Linked DNA regions of Mus musculus: region 1 is linked to region 2. A link is a contact called in public capture Hi-C data. All regions are on one chromosome and are shown on one strand. Each heading gives the region's core, a stretch centred on a gene start, on an enhancer-like site or on the middle of the called end of the contact. The rest is flanking DNA. Distances are from core to core; before and after follow the strand shown. Region 1 has its middle 36 kb from the start of Gm46873. Region 2 overlaps Aldh4a1 (aldehyde dehydrogenase 4 family, member A1).

Region 1 (7,786 bases), core at 1,818-4,317, 230 kb before region 2:
CCTCCCTTGTCCAACTGGTAGGTCCCAGAGAGATGCCGAGCCCTCTTCAGCCCAGAGCCTGGGGTCCCACATCAGTATATACAAGGAGACAGAGTCTAGGCCTGCGAGTGTAGAGACGCCAGCCAGCCTTCCCTCCCCTCTGTGGGTTCCCCACTCGCTTCAGATGCCAAGCAACTCCCTGATACAATCAGGAACACGGAGCCTCGGGACTGGCCAAGGTCACAGCCAGACCCTTACTGCAGTCTGCTGGGCCACCATGGTGATCATGAGACCCCAGAAGAGAGGCTCCACAGCCCAGCCACAGCAGAGCCTTGACTCTGCTGCCCTCTGGTGGCTGCTGGCATCAGGTTCCATTTGCAGGTCCCTAGCAGAACCTGGAAGGAGAGTGAGTCTGAGCTCAAGAGGATTAACATGTAGAAAAGGCCACTTTCTCCAGCACAGACTGGAGAGAGGCCACAGGGAAACCCTTAGAGACTGGGCAGTGCAGAGTGGTAAGTATGGAAGAGCCTTGAGCTTAGATACTCGGGCTCTAGCTGGGCCCAACGAGGCTAATTATAAAGGGCCTGTAATCTCTGAGCTTCTCCTCAAGGGGCAAGTCACTTTCTCTTCCCTCAAATCTACCTGCCTGCTCTCATCCTGACCCACAGAACACAGAGCTGCAGCTTTGCACAGGTCCCAAGGCTGTGGGCATCCTCCAGTCTTAGATCGTCTGCCAGTGCCTTGGCCTTCTCAGACAGTCGCACCTCGGCTGCCCTGTTACCCGGTTCCAGTTGCCACAGGTAGGATGCTCCATCAGATACCCTTTGAGCTCAGCCTGAGCTGGGGCTGAGAGGGTGCCAGGCCTCTGGGATGTACCAGCTCCAGCCACTGCCATGTGACCAGTCCTGGCAGAGAAAGGCCGCAGGGCAGAACCCAGTCAGCCAGGCATGTGAGGCCACTGCGATAGAGATCAGTCTGGACCACGAAATTTGGGCTAGCTAATTAGGAGAAACGAGAAACCCAACGTCAGCGGCTGTGTGACCATGGGCCGGTCACTTAGCTTCTCTGAGTGTTTGAATCTGTACAAGGTGGCACACTCAGCGAGAGGAACCATGGAGATTGCATGGGAGATGGATGCTGTGTGCCGTTGTACTGGCTTCTCAGACTGGCTAGGAGCTGATGTGAGCTGAACCACGGGTGGCCAGCGCTGGGAGGCGGGTCTAGGAGGCGGGTCTTGGAGGCGGGTCTTGGAGGCGGGTCTTGGAGGCGGGTCCGCACCGTGCCCCTCCTTCCTTCCTTAGTCCTGTGCAGGTCTCATGTGCTGCCAGGACTCAGTTTTACAAGTGAAGTAACAATTTCAAAACAAACAAACAAAAAAACCCTCCCAAAGCACAGTGTAAGAAACAGTGATGTGGAGAGGGTGGAAGACAGGTGATTTATTAGGTCGCAACAGAGCTGGGATCCAAGTCTTGGGATAGAGAGAGCATGCAATAAGAGCTAATTCATCATCTTCACTATCATTGCCATCTTTATTACCATCTCCATCATCACCTCCTTCATCACTTCTTCAGATAGTGGAGATGATAGTGGATCATCTCCACTATCTCCATCATCCTCATTGCCACCACAAGCCCCATCATCATCTCCACTGTCATTTCTGCCATCACCACCATCATTATCATCACCATCTCCATCATCTCCATCACCATCTCCATCTTCTCCATCATCATCTGCATCATCTTCTCCATCATCTCCATCATCATCTCCACCACTGCTCTCATCACACCCTCTCCCGTTACTATTCTCACCGTAAACACTGTTACTATCTCCATCATCATCTTCTTCACCATTACCATCTTGCCAGCATTATTACCATCTACAAGGTGCCTTGTGCCCACATAAAACTGGCTGAGCCTCCCTGGGTAGAGGGGAAGTTGTATGTTTGAAGCGGGTTGGCCCCTTGGCGGTAGATAGGAGAGACCCTCTGCAGTCTTTGCCTTCTTCACTTCTTTTCCATGGCTTGTCATGGAAATCCAGCCACGGCAGATTCATTTGTTCATCAACCATACCTGCTCACCTACTATGCTCTCCCCCACACCTGCTAACCTACTGTGCTCTCCCCCACACCTGCTCACCTACTGTGCTCTCCCCCACACCTGCTCACCTACTGTGCTCTCCCCCACACCTGCCCACCTACTGTGCTCACCCCTACACCTGCTCACCTACTGTGCTCTCCCCCACACCTGCCCACCTACTGTGCTCTCCCCCACACCTGCACACCTACTGTGCCAGCTCCCACACCTGCACACCTACTGTGCCAGCTCCCACACCTGCACAGGCAGCAAGAGGAAACCAAGCTTTGGGATCAGGCCGGTGTGGGCCATGTCAGATCCCTGTTATGTGAAGCATGTCACAAGCCAAGCCATTCGGCCACTTTGTGGTTGGGAATCAATCACCCTCCAGTTTCTCCCTGAAACCTGCCCCATACTGAGAGGCTGAAGCCAGGGCCTCACGATGAGTCCCAGCCTCAGCAGCAGGGCTCACACAACACCTCCCGCCATGCCGGTCCTCCCCAGTTTCCCGTGCCTGGCCTCCTTTGTCCTTGCCTCAGTCTGCTTCTGGGCTACAGAGAAGGGAATAGTTGTCCCTGGGGGGGGGGCCATAGAGAAGTTGCCCTATCTGGGGCCTCGGTCATGACCTGCCCTCTTGCACTGATCCTCTCCCCAGAGGCCAGGCTTACTGGTCACTGAAAGGTCCCAGGCACCAGTATGATGCTCATGCGCAAAGTGGGAGGTGGGCAAAGCAGGAGGTGGGCAATGGAAGTGTTTCTCATCTCCCTCCCCCCCAATCCCTCCCAACTCCCACCTCTTGTCTCCTTTTATCTCTGAGTTGAGACTGGGAACCCATCTCCGTAGGGAAGGCACCAGTGGCTTCTAGAAACTTCCGGAGAGGAGTCAGAGGCCCAGGTAGAGGGCATCTAAGGAGAATCCTTCCTGCCCAGCACCCCATAAAACGAGGCAGAGCATGACCTGTGTGATGGTCTGTTAACAGCCTGGAGGCCCAGCAGCCAGTCTCCGCAGTTTATAAACTCATAAAAACACTGGGGTCATGACTGCAGAGACACCTCCTTCAGCTGAGGATGAATGGGCTTGCCTGAGGACAGGAACGCCAGCTGCAGGGGGTACCTTGAGCAGGGCAGGGGAGGGGTGCTGTGCCCCCCCACCCCTGCATCACTTAGCCAACTGTGATTGGTCTCTTCCTCCTTCACCCCTGCACCAAGCCCCAGGGGCACTGCCTCCTCCTCCCTCCCTCTCCTGAACAGAGCTAAGGAAGAAAATGAACCACTTTTGACAGCCCAGCATCCTCCATGAGGTTGAATCCCAGCTCTCTCTGTTGGGCCAACTAAACCACAGCCCTACAAGACCCAGGCCCAGGTCACCTGAGATGTGTGAGTCAAACCAGGAGAGGTGGCTGACTGGCGCCATCCAAAGCCACAGAGCATCCATCCCCCACCTCGGTATGTAAACCTGCTTGCACGGACAGATAGATGTAGCAGGCCAGTGTTGACGACGTAGAGACGCCAGTGTTCCCTGATGAGTCACTGGCATGAGCACCCTATAGCTGGAGCTCAGAGCACTGCATGCTCCCCATCCGCCCCCCAGCAGCCTGACTTTGCCACCGTTGAGTGACTCCTCACATGTCTTAACCCTTATCAACAGTGTCACCCCAGACCTACATCCAACCATTTTATAGTGTATGTCTCTTGTCCCTTTTCCTGCCTTGGTCCCAGAAGTGGTTGAGAGATACCTGACACCCCAGTGGCTCACCAGACCCCCATCACCCCACAAAGCATGAGGTTTTAGAGGAAAGTATAGAAATTCATAAACCCAGCTAATTGTGACACAAAAGGAGAAACAGGGGCCTAAAGCAGGAGAGAGCGTGGCCTGCTCTTACAGAGGATCTTTGTTCCATTCCCAGCGCCCATATGGTGGCTCACAGGGATTTGTCACCCTCTCCTGACATTCATGGATCAGACATACATACACTCAGGCAAAACTCCCATCCAGATAAACAAAATCAATCAATCTAAAAAAAATTTTAATGAAAAATAAGAATAAGATCAGCAGGCATCCTGGTTTCCTCGTGTTGCTTCGTTGTGACCGAAAGCAACTCGGAGAAGGAAAGAGTTATTTCTGTTTATACTCCCAGGTCACATCATCCGACCGGCTAATTTTATGTCAACTGACATAAGCTGATGTCACCTGAGAGGAAGGAGCCTCATTTGAGAAAGTGCCTCCATAAGGTCCTGCTGTAGGCAAGCCTGCAGGGCATTTTTTAAATCAGTGACTGATGGAGGAAGACCCAGCCCGTTGTGGTCTGGTGGTCCTGAGGTCTATAAGAAAGCAGGCACAGGCAGCCACCAGGAAGATCTTCCGCTCCCCGGCTGACCAACTCGGAAACCATCCAGGCATAGAGCCAACACTTCGAGTCGGTCCACCCCAACATCTACACCTCCTACAAGCGGCTGCAGAGGGTGAAGGAGCCAATGTCACAGAACCAGATCCAGGTATAAGCATCACCATCAAAGATGAGACCCTGAAGCATGGCTGTGACTGAAGCAGGCACCTGCCACCTCAGCTTTCAGAATGCTGAGTGCTGTCTGATCCACTTGCTCAACTGGCTTTCTTATACAGCCTACACCCACCTGCCTAGGGATGTTGCCGCCCACAGTGGGCGCACCCTTAATCCCAGCTCTGAAAAGGCAGAAACAGGAGGGCTAAGAGTTCAAGGCCAGCCTGGGATGCATGTTGAGACCCTGGAGAGATGGCTTAGCAGTTAAGAGCACTTGCTGCTCTTGGAGAGGACCAAGCTCATTTCCCAGCCTCCACAGGATGGCTCATGACCATCCCTCTGCTGACCTTCTCGTGTACCAGGCATACACATGGTGTACATAAACACATGCTGGTGAAATCTCAAACACATCAAATAAAAACAAATAAACCTTTTTTAAAATGTCAGCACCAGAAATAAGTTAAAAATAAACAAACAACTCTGTTGTTTTAACAGCAACAAAACTGTTGCTATCTACCCAGGCATGGGCAAGCCATAGCAGTCAATACCTGTGTGTGTACAGGGAGCTCTAACTGGACATAGCTTTATCGGAAGAAAAAAACAGAAAACAGAAAGACATGAAATTGGGGGGGAGATGAGGTAGAAAGTTCTAGAGAATTGGAGGGAGGCAACTGTAGAGGAAAATGACCAAAATACATTGTATAAATGTATACACTATTCAAAGAGTAAATACAAAAAGATAGTAACACTAAAAAAAAAACCTTGTTGCTGGTGTGTATGTATGTGTGTGCATGCATACATGCATGCATGTACATTTGTGCATACATATGTGCATGTGTGTGTATGTGTGTCTGTATGTGTGTGTCCACAAGCATGTGTGCATGGGTGTGAGTGTGTGCATGTGTGAGCATGTGCATGCATACATGCATGTGTGTACGTGTGTGCATGTGTATGAATGTGTGCATATATGTGTATGTGTGCACATGTGTGTGCATGTGTGTATATGTGTGCACACATACACATGCACGCATGCCTCTTCACGTGTGTGCAAGTGAGCTTGCACCATTGTGCATAGGTGGGGACAGAGGACAACCTCAGGTGTTATTGCCTAGGTGCCAACCATCTTGGACTTTTTGAGACAGAATCTTCCATGGGCCCGCAGCCCACAGAGTTGGTGAAGCTGGCTGGCCAGTGAGCCCCAAGGATCCACCCGTCTCCAGCTCCCCAATGCTGGAATCACAAGCATGGATTATCAGTTTGTCCCGTGGGTTCTGGGGCTCCAAGACCCAGGTCTCTGTGCCTGCAAGGCAAACCTCTAACTGATGGCACTGTCTCCCCAGACTGGCTGTTGTCATGATCAGAACCAAAGTGTATTTATCAATTAGCTCAGCGATAATTAAATGACACGGTGTTGTGCCTCCCTCCTGGAATTCAGGAGCTACTTCCTGCTTGTTCTTCTCCTTTGTTTTCTGCTAGTTTTGTTAATTAAAATAGTTCTTGGAATAGAACACATGTACAGAGAAGTCACAAGTCATTCAGGGCTGACATGATGGATTTCCACCCTGTGAAGCAGCCACGCCCACTGAAAGCCAGATACAACCTGCAGCCTGCAAGCCCCTGTCACACTGGAACTGGTCACTGTTGTTCTATAACTATTGTCCTGTGTTAGCTGCTTTTAATCATTAATATTGTTTGTGGCACAGGGTCCCCTATAGCCCAGGCTAACCTCAAACTCACTAAGTAGTGGAGGATGGCCTTGAACTCCCGATCCTCCTGTCTCCACCTGCCCAGTATGGGACTTTCAGGCATGTACTATCATGTCCAGTCTCTACTAGAGATCAAAGTGCAGTCTTTATACATGCCAGGCTTGCGTTCATTGTTGGCTCATGAACATGAGACATGTCTGTCCTCTGCCACTGGGCTGCACCCCTGGCCCTAAGCTCTGTCCTTTAATCAAGTAGGTGTCCTGGGGTCTGGCTACCAGTACACCATGCCGCGTGAGAGCTGCCCATGCCCTGCAGGCCATGGCCCTTCATCCGTCTTCTGCTCCATCGGCTGACAGCATTGAAATGGCATTTTCCCTCTCATGGCTGTTTGGGTTGCTGAGACGAGTGGACAGTATTGGGAATGATGTTGGAATTCTGAAACACAGCTTAATAACAGCAACAAATGACAATATCAGGAACCGAGCTTCCTGATCGACAACCGTGTCTCACATCAGTTGACTCCCTAGAGCCTGCTCACTTCGGATAGGACAAACCAAAGACGTGATGCCACGCAAGGCTAGCCTGGTAAGCCAATGAGTGTATTGGGGTTGCTTATAGAAGCATGGGTGACCCCTAAACACTCACATCACTGAAGGGCCCAACTCCAACAAGAATGGCAGCCCCAGATGTGTATACAAAGTTCCCACCTCATCAACAATCCACCCTCTACATACTTCCTGAGCTGAAGCAGAGCTGCATACAGCTGAGAGAGATGTGTGCCCTGAACCTGTCTATGGGCATTGTCAACAGGCCTAAACTGGTTGAAGATCTCCTGTGTGTAGTCACATTAAAATGGTGTGACTTTATATGATGGTAAAAGCTGTGGTGCCCCACAGGACAGTGCCCTGTGACCCTGGGTCATAGGTGTCTAGGAACTGAGGCAGATGCCACCAAACAGCTTTCTGAAGATCGGCTGCTCCTTCCCTCTGCCCGTATGTGACTATGTTTCTTCTTAATAAGACAAGCACCCAATGGAAACACACCCTCCCTCTCTCTGTTGTATGCATAGATGATGCACGTGCGTGAATGTGCAGGGGTGCTCACCCAGGCCTGACCATGCATGAGTGTGCAGGGATGCTCACCTAGGCATGCCTATGTGGAGGTCAGGGGTCAACATGATATTCCTTTTTCCATTGATCCCTGCTTTATTTTGGGGGACACAGTGTAGTGGCTTGAATGAGAAATGTACTCCCAGAGGCTCATCATGTCTTTGGGAGGCCTCACTCCACTTCCAGTCTGCTCCCTCCACTATCATTGTGTATCTGGAGAAGCCATTCTTTCCACTTCCTGATCCAGCTGCCTGCTACCGTGCCTTCTACTCCATTGTGGGCTCTCCCAATTCTGAGAGAAGAAACCAAAATAAACTCTTCCCTAAGTCACTTCAGGTTTTCTCTCTGAAGAGGAAGTTGGCCGTTTCAGTAGACTGGCCAGCCATCGCGACCCCAGGATCCACCTGTCTCTGCCCCTGC
Region 2 (7,629 bases), core at 3,365-5,864:
GGCCGAGGAGGGAGAAGAATATAAAAATTCAAAGTTAGGGTGGCAGGACCCACCCACATCAGATCTGTTTCCACTGCAGCAAGACTCTGCAGCACGGGGCAGGATGGTCACCTAGCTCAGTGGGGCCCCCAACAGGTCAATCATGAGGTCCCCACGCCTGTCCCTGGAGATTCAGACAGGGATGGTCACCAGGGGCTTGTGACAGCTATGTATCTAACAAGCCAGACTGCAGCAGTCTGCCTTTAGGTGTAAGCTGAAAGGACTGAGGGAACGCTGTGAGGGAAAGCAGATGAGGGATTAGCAGAAACTGCATCCAGGAGGTGAGGTTGGCGCTGAACTGGCAAGAACGGGTACACAACATTGCTCCCAGGGCTGAGGCCACTCACTTATCCTGGGCGAACACTGCCCCCGTGAGGCCATAGCTGGTAGTGCTGTCAACCAGCTGCAGCGTCTCTCTGTATTTATCATCTGGGTACACATATACTGTCAACACAGGACCGAAGATCTCCTGGGAGAGAAGAGAGGGGTTAGTGCCTACGATGTCTCCATCTGGTCACCCTCTCCACCATCCCAGACCTCAGCCCACACAACAGCCCAGACAGCAGGGCCAAAGAGGGGCCGATTCCTCCAGGTCCCCTCTGGTCTCTGTGTCTGGCTTCCTGACCATTAGGCAGAAGACCCAGAACCTTCTGGCTTCCCTGTCATATCCTCAGGTAAAGCAGCCAGGCCCTGGGGAGCGCAGGAGGCTTAGCACAGCACGTGCTAAGGCATCCTCCCTCCTGGGGGCTCCTCTCCCACTAAGGGTGTGCTCTCTCTGGCCCTGCACCCCAATCCCATCTCAGGCATCAGCCATGGCCACACCACAGGGAGCCAGCAAGCCCACAGGGACTGCAGCAGCTGTGGCAATGGCGTGCTAGGCCACAGCCAGCACTGACAGCGACAGGGACAGGGACGAGTCTTGGACAGGTCTGAACTCCTGAGCTCCCTCCGGCTGTGAGCCATTTCTGTCAGCCATGAAACCAGGCGGCATCGGAAAACAGCATGACGCCATGCCCGAGGACAGCCCGAAGCAGTCACCTCCTTCATGATGGGTTCCTGTGGGTCCTTGCTCTCAATGATACATGGTTCCACGTAGTAACCCACTGACTCGTTACACTGGCCCCCTGCCAGGATGCTGAGGCTGGGCGAGGAACGTGCATGCTCCAACCACTTCTTAATGCGAGCAAAGGCCTAGGGTGGGTGAGTGGGAGCATCAGAGAGAGCCACTCCCTGCCTGCCCCGCCCCACCCCGCCCCACCCCGCCCAGTATTCACCCCAAAATACCTCTGCCTAAAGGTGAGGGGGAACAGGGTTGGAGACACTGAAAGCCTGGCTAAGCCATGGTAGGGACACAGAGAAGAGTCCACATTGAGTATGTGTGTGTATGTATTATAACATGTGTCCCTGTCTGAATGCATGTGCGGTATGTGGTTGTGTCGATGTAGTGTGTGTGTGGTGTTTACCTAAGTGCATGTGTGATATGTGTATGCTGCATATGTCTACGGCGTGTGTGTATGAGTGAGTATGCTGTGGTTTTGGAAGCTGGGTATATGTATATGTATGTGTTATGTAGCGGGTGGCAAGAACACGTGGGGTCAAACCACAGTTGTCCTTACATACCAACAGATTCCGAGACAGACACACAGAAAGGTGCATACATAGCGACATGTTTACATTGAAGCACGCTCTTAGCAGGGATGCCTGCCGGGCATGTGGCTACAGAGATGTGTTTTCAAGGCTATATCTACATCATGGTCTCAGAGCTGTGCTCTCAAGTACACATGTGGGGCCTGCCTGTATGTGTGCGTACACGAGTGTGTGTACACATGCACACTTTAGGGGCTTGCTGAGTCTGGTCTGAGTATGGGCAGACAATTTCCCGCCGTGGATGATCCAGCCTTCTTCCAAGCCAGGGAGGCACATGTATAGTTACCAGCAACACTGACCAGCCTGTCCCACTCTGTCCCACATCTGTGCCCAGTGCCCCTCCCCCAGAAAGCACTGCATCTCACCCCCTACCTTGGCATCAATCACTGCGGAGAAGAAGGTCCCAAAGTCCTCTGCAGGCTGAGGAAGAGACAGACAGACAGACAGAGACAGAAAGTGAGACACTGTAGGGCAAAGAGGAAGGGACCCTTTTTCCTACATGCACCCCACCCCACAAGCGCAGAGCCCCCAAGGAAGGACCCAGCCTCAGAGAGCCAGAGAGAGCCGCAGGGAGGCACTCAAATTGCTGGAGAGAGCGAGCTGAGCAAGCGACCTCCAATCCCATCAGCCACCTGCTGTGAGAGCCAAGGCCCCACTCACATCCCCCACTTTGATCCTGCTGTGTTCCTCCAGCAGTCGCCCTTTGATCTGCGGCCACAGCGACTTCGGCACGTAGAGGCGCGAGCAGGCTGAGCACTTCTGGCCGCCGTACTCGAATGCCGAGCGCAGCGTCCCGCTCACCACGCTGTCCACGTCGGCCGAGCTGTGCACAAAATGGAAATTCTTCCCGCCACACTCTGCAGGGCACAGAGTGTGGCCATCACTGGGTGCGGCCCGGACCACCGCCCACACCCATCCGCAGCGCCACACTCAGCAGAAGAGAGGGAGAGGGAGCCACAAGCCAGACCTGCTCCACTCCATAGTTGGGGAAGCAAGGCTGGGGGAGGGAACAGGAAAACACAGGGCTTCGGCAGGCACCAACTCCCCATCACAGAGAAAACCAAAAGAGCACCACAAGCCAAGCTCCCAAGGGCCCGCCCACCCATTCCTAAAGGCGGGCCAGGCTTTCCTGAAACCTACGGGGGGGGGGGGCGCGGGGGAGCGGACCCATCTACTCCTTTACATGACCTTCAGACAGGTCATGGCACCCTCCAGCCTCAGTTTACCGGCTCAGAAACAAGTTACATCAGACAGCCAAAAGCACACACCACCTGCCAGGTGCTGGAGGTGCTGTTCCTAACTATCAGTCTGCCCAAGTCTTGAGGACCACTTCCATTGTCCTGCCCCCATCTCAAAGATGAATACACTGAGAAGCCTTGATGCAGCCACTGGCTCCAGGGTGGGCCATGGCCCACATGAAGGAGAGGTTGCCCCCTCCCCTGCAGAGTTCATAAGTCCATAACTGAGAAGCTCAGTTGCTATGGGCAACCCAGGCACACATCAGAGGCCAGCTAACTCAGGAAGGGCCTCCCATGGGTCCCACCTCACACTAGGGGTTAGAAGGCTGAGCCATCATCAGTCCCGGCTTCTACTGTCAAGTGCACCCCAGGCAGAAGTTCTCTGAGGTCTCAGCAAAGTGTGTTCTACAACTCCTGGCCCCACGGGGACTGTGCAAAATGGGGTTCCGTGGCCCAGGGAGTCCGGGAAACACTGCATAGCCAGTTATACTCTCTGAGGATATAAATGGAGTACTAAAAGCTCTGAGAAACCCTGGAGGAGGAGAGTCCATTGGCTTTGCCTCACAACGTGCATCAAGTGTTTGTGATCAGAGAATGGTTTCTCAGGGAGAGAGTTACCACTGCTGATGAGAGACCACGCTGCTGTCCTCTCAGCTAGCTTCCTCCTTTCCTGTCCCCCCTCCACACCCACAAATGGGCTCCTTCCTCCCCTGCTCAGACCCGTGCTTTCCACACAGCAGCCCTGAGTCATGTGTGCCACCAACACAGGTCCAAAAAGGAACACAGCTTTCAGTCCCCGCCACAGGCATGATTAGGTGTTTCATGCTCACACATAGCTCCGGGGGCGGGGGGGGGGGGGAGGAGTGTCACTGTGCAGGCTGATAGAGAAGTCCCCATTGTTGGCTCAAAGGATCCCAAGAAGATCCAAGTGACCCTTCTCTTTCTCCTGGTTGCTCATAATGGCTCAGGAAGGGGGGGTCCCTGGAAGCGTGTGAGGGGCGGGGCTCACCTCCAGCCAAGCGTGGGAAGGTACGGAACCGGTCCAGGTTCTGGGCCACCTGCCTCCACAGGTGTTTGAAGGTGCTAGAACCAAGAGACACAGTGTCAAGAAGCCACGAGAGGAAGAGGCTAAAAAGACCTGGGGGAAATGCCTAAGGCGGGTGTGCAGGGGTCACGGTAGTACCAGGAGGAACTAAGTGGATACTGGCAGCTGTGATGGGGGTGGGGTGGCACCCAGAAGGCCCAGATGTGAAAACAGATAGTGCTGGTCCCGGGCTCTGACACAGGGCTGTGTGAAGTGTCGCCAAGCCTCCAATTCTGCACCTCACCTGAAGAATGAGCTCGGCCCACAGGCGTTCCAGAATAAGCCCGAACTTAGGCTCACGCTGGGCACACTGCAGTCGCTCAAAAGCAACACACACCTCGGTGGCTATGGGGAGCATCCTGGCCCAGGGCCTGGCCTGACAGACCAAACCAACAGCTCAGGCCACCCGGACCTGCCGCCCCTGAGACACAAGCCTCCTCCCCGGGCTTCACTGTGACCAACCTCAACACCACAAAACAATAAAAATGCTAATCACCCGGCACAGCAGCTAACGGTAATTTATGACTTTGCTACCTTCGGCCTAGCAGCTTGCTAGAGCGTAGCAAACAGGGGGCCAGGCCCTCTCTCTGCCTGCTAACAGGCAGAGACCCGAGCACTGGCAGGACAGGCCTCTGGGGAAAAGGCCCTGTCAGCACTCCTCAAGCTACCAACCACCCACACTGGCGAACCAGGCACGGAGGGTGCAGAGACGCCATTGCAGGTGCCACACAGTAAGGGCTGCAGATGCTAAATGGGACACGGGGCTGTCCCAGTCAGCTCCACCCACTCGACCAGAAAGCTCCTCAGTCAGTGACCTACACATGACTCAACTGCCCCCAAGCCTGTATACCCTGACAGTATCAATCCCTCTTCCTACCGAGGCCAGACTGTCCCGGACTCAGACCCTGGCTGCAGACCCCCACTGGCTCACCACCCTGCTTGGTGTACTATGCCCTAGGCTCTGAGATCTCTACATGATCCATAGCTATTATCCCAATCCCTGAAGCTCCCAACTTCCAGACCTTTTGAAGCCGAATCCTAGGAGAGAGTACAGACAGGAGAGGAGGGCAAACAGTGGGCAGACCTGGGATACACAGACCCAGGTATGGAGAGGGTCTGAGGAAGCTACAAAGTGTTGTCCACCTCTAGCTAATGAGACGTGCAGGCCCAGGGGGACCGGAACATACACCACATAAGGTTTAAAAGATAAAACACTCCCAATTAGACATGTCCGGGCTATGGCTCTTAGGAATCCAAGAAAACAAAGCTAGCCCCTCTTAGATCCAATGGGCAACCCCAGCCTGAAACAGTACAGTGCTTAGACCAATTCCCTAGAACCTTCCGCGTCTCCCACCACCTTCCGCGTGCAGCCCACACACACCTCTGCAGATTCGGAAGACTCCTAGGAGCTGCTGGGCCAAATCTGAAAGATGGGACCCAGGGAGGCGGAGTGGACAGGTGGCGAGCAGGGACCTTGACCTCATAGCTAACTTATCTCCAGCCTTGACACAGAACTCTGTGCTTCGGGGGGGGGGGGGTGGGGGGTGTTGGGGGTTGGGGGTTGGAAGACACTTGCTGAGTCTGCGTGCTGATGCCTGGTCTGCCCCTCTGACTCCACCCTCCAGGCCCAGGGGACACGCCCTGCAAAGTATCACAGGCTTAGCCAGCAGGCCCCCTTAGTATCCTCCTCCTTCCTATAACCCTGTTCCCACCTCCTCACCTCTGCCTAGCCAACCTTCCACGGGGGTGCCTCCTCCACAATGCAGGCCCAGCATCTCCTGTTTCCAGCTCACCCGTTCATGCCCTCTGTGGTGGGAGGCTGTCCTCAGCCACGGGCTGTGTTTCCAGCCCACACAATGGTTCACCTTTTCCATCCTTTCAAAGATTCACCAAGATAGGGACCCCTCCACTCTCATTCGGCACAGTGGCTCGCCCATGCTCACACAGAGGGAGTGGGCAAGGCCAGCGTGTGACCGCTGGGTTCACAGCCGCAAACATCAGCTCATATCCCTACACCCCATGTCCCGTCCCACCCCCTCAGGGACTTACGGGACACTGCCTGTAAAATTGATGCCACAAAGGTGCTCTGAGCTGGTGACTGTGTCCCCGAAGGTTGGCCCGTCGGCTGGCACAAACTGGATTATGTTGGGGGGCAAGCCGGCCTCCCGGAGGATGCGGTAGACGGCGTAGCTAGCCAGCATGGCAGTGTCACTGGGCTTCCACAGAACCACGTTGCCCTGTCATAAAGGTGTCAAACATGATTCACAAGGTGGCGAAAGACCAACCATGCCAGCATGTATCCCGCTGCACAGCACGGTCACCCCTATGGGAACCTGATTCAGACCCTATCCAAGCTCACTGTGCTGTCAAGCTCACAGCACTGTTTGTGCTGTTTTCCAGAGGCCCCTGCCATGGAGACCCCAGTCTTCACCTCTCACTCTGGCCTGGGCCCCCTTTCCCTGCAAGCCTGGGCCGAGTCTTGCCTTCATTCCAGGTTACGACTGTTCCCAGTGTTCTGGGACATCCCAGGGTGTGGCTGGACAAGTACGCACACACTACATGCACGTGCGCTGAGTCAGAGCACGTGCAGCCTCATAGGCACCAGGAGGGCCCGATCCACAATGCACGAGGCTGTCCCTGTGCATGCACAGAGAGCACAAACGCCATGCCTAAGGTCCAGGCTGCTGGACCAACACCAGCTCTCTTCCTGGCAGGCTTTTGGATCCCCCACATCAGCCTGGGAGCTCCCTCAGGTACAGGTGCCTTCTCTCAACAATGACAGAAGACCTGTGGCTTTCAGTTCAGAGCTCCAGACTCCAAATTCCTATCTATCCCTCCACAAGTTCCTAATGGGCATCTCAGGTATCACCTGGCAAAGAGGCACAGGGGCAGCCACCCCTCTCATAGCTTTTCAAGTTAACTGACATCGTTAGCACACAGTGTCAATGGCTGCCACACATATGAGTCCTCTAGGTCACCAGCAACAGCAGCAGCAGCTGTCAGATCCATGGCTCAGTCTTGGCTGGATCTGCCTGGCATCTAGCATATCTCAATCTTTGTGAGTTGATGGTGTGAGCCCTGATACACACACACACACACACACACACACACACACACACACGCACACACATGCTATTGCTCCTGCTGAATGGAGGAGGAAACTGTGCCTCTCAGCTTGGGTTCTGCCCTGGTCTCCCACAAATGGACAAGGCTGTAAGATAAACCAAGAGCTGGAACCCAAAAACGTATCCACAGCCCCAGCTGCTACTCTCTGTACTTCTCCCATAACTATGGGCAGACTGGGTTTGAGATCCGGGGTGTGACTAACTGGCCCCTGGCCCCGGTCCTCACCATTAAGGCCGGAGCGCCTGCCAGGTTGCCTCCAATCGCGGTGAAGTTGAAGGGAGAGATGGCCGCCACGAAGCCCTGAGGGAGAGGGAGCTTGTGAGATGAAGCTCAATGCTCCTAGGAGGCCCTGTGGCTCACTGCCTGCCCTGCAGTACCTCCAGTCCCCGGTACACCGTGTGGTTGGTGCTGGGTGGCACACTGATGGGCTGTTCCCCCTCCAGTTCCACGGCGAACTTTGCGTTGAACCTGAAGAAGTCGATGAGTTCGGCTGCA

What was found. Capture Hi-C pulls out chosen DNA fragments and counts their contacts.
Region 1: a contact with region 2 is called in a capture Hi-C map of embryonic tail, with 5 times the contacts expected there. The contact joins two enhancer-like sites. A contact is called at or near these places in 7 of 39 promoter capture datasets (the C10 cell line, HPC-7-derived erythroid cells, cranial neural crest and 4 more), 6 of 15 datasets of contacts at CTCF or cohesin (the NIH/3T3 cell line, embryonic stem cells, hippocampal excitatory neurons and 3 more), 141 of 484 Hi-C or Micro-C datasets (the 63-12 cell line, the AML12 cell line, B cells and 71 more), 22 of 115 datasets of contacts at active chromatin or transcription factors (the HPC-7 cell line, Th17 cells, acute myeloid leukemia and 14 more) and 5 of 9 other capture datasets (adipose tissue, embryonic stem cells, embryonic tail and 2 more).

What each region holds. Positions count from the first base shown.
Region 1 is chr4:139,865,327-139,873,112 of GRCm38.p6, reverse strand. No RefSeq gene overlaps it. Among named protein-coding and RNA genes, the nearest start is that of Gm46873, 36 kb to the right of the region's middle. Within about 2 kb of position 3,067, at least 11 of the 459 cell types and tissues checked have an H3K27ac peak or open chromatin away from gene starts, as enhancers often do. A contact at or near this core is called in embryonic tail, where this site is marked.
Region 2 is chr4:139,636,991-139,644,619 of GRCm38.p6, reverse strand. Aldh4a1 (aldehyde dehydrogenase 4 family, member A1) reads right to left here. Exons shown (of 15, transcript NM_175438.4): 6 at 7,512-7,629; 7 at 7,360-7,434; 8 at 6,058-6,245; 9 at 3,934-4,007; 10 at 2,347-2,543; 11 at 2,059-2,106; 12 at 1,078-1,230; 13 at 387-508. Mir7020 (microRNA 7020) reads right to left here and starts at 578; the gene lies at 509-578. Within about 2 kb of position 4,614, at least 44 of the 459 cell types and tissues checked have an H3K27ac peak or open chromatin away from gene starts, as enhancers often do. A contact at or near this core is called in embryonic tail, where this site is marked.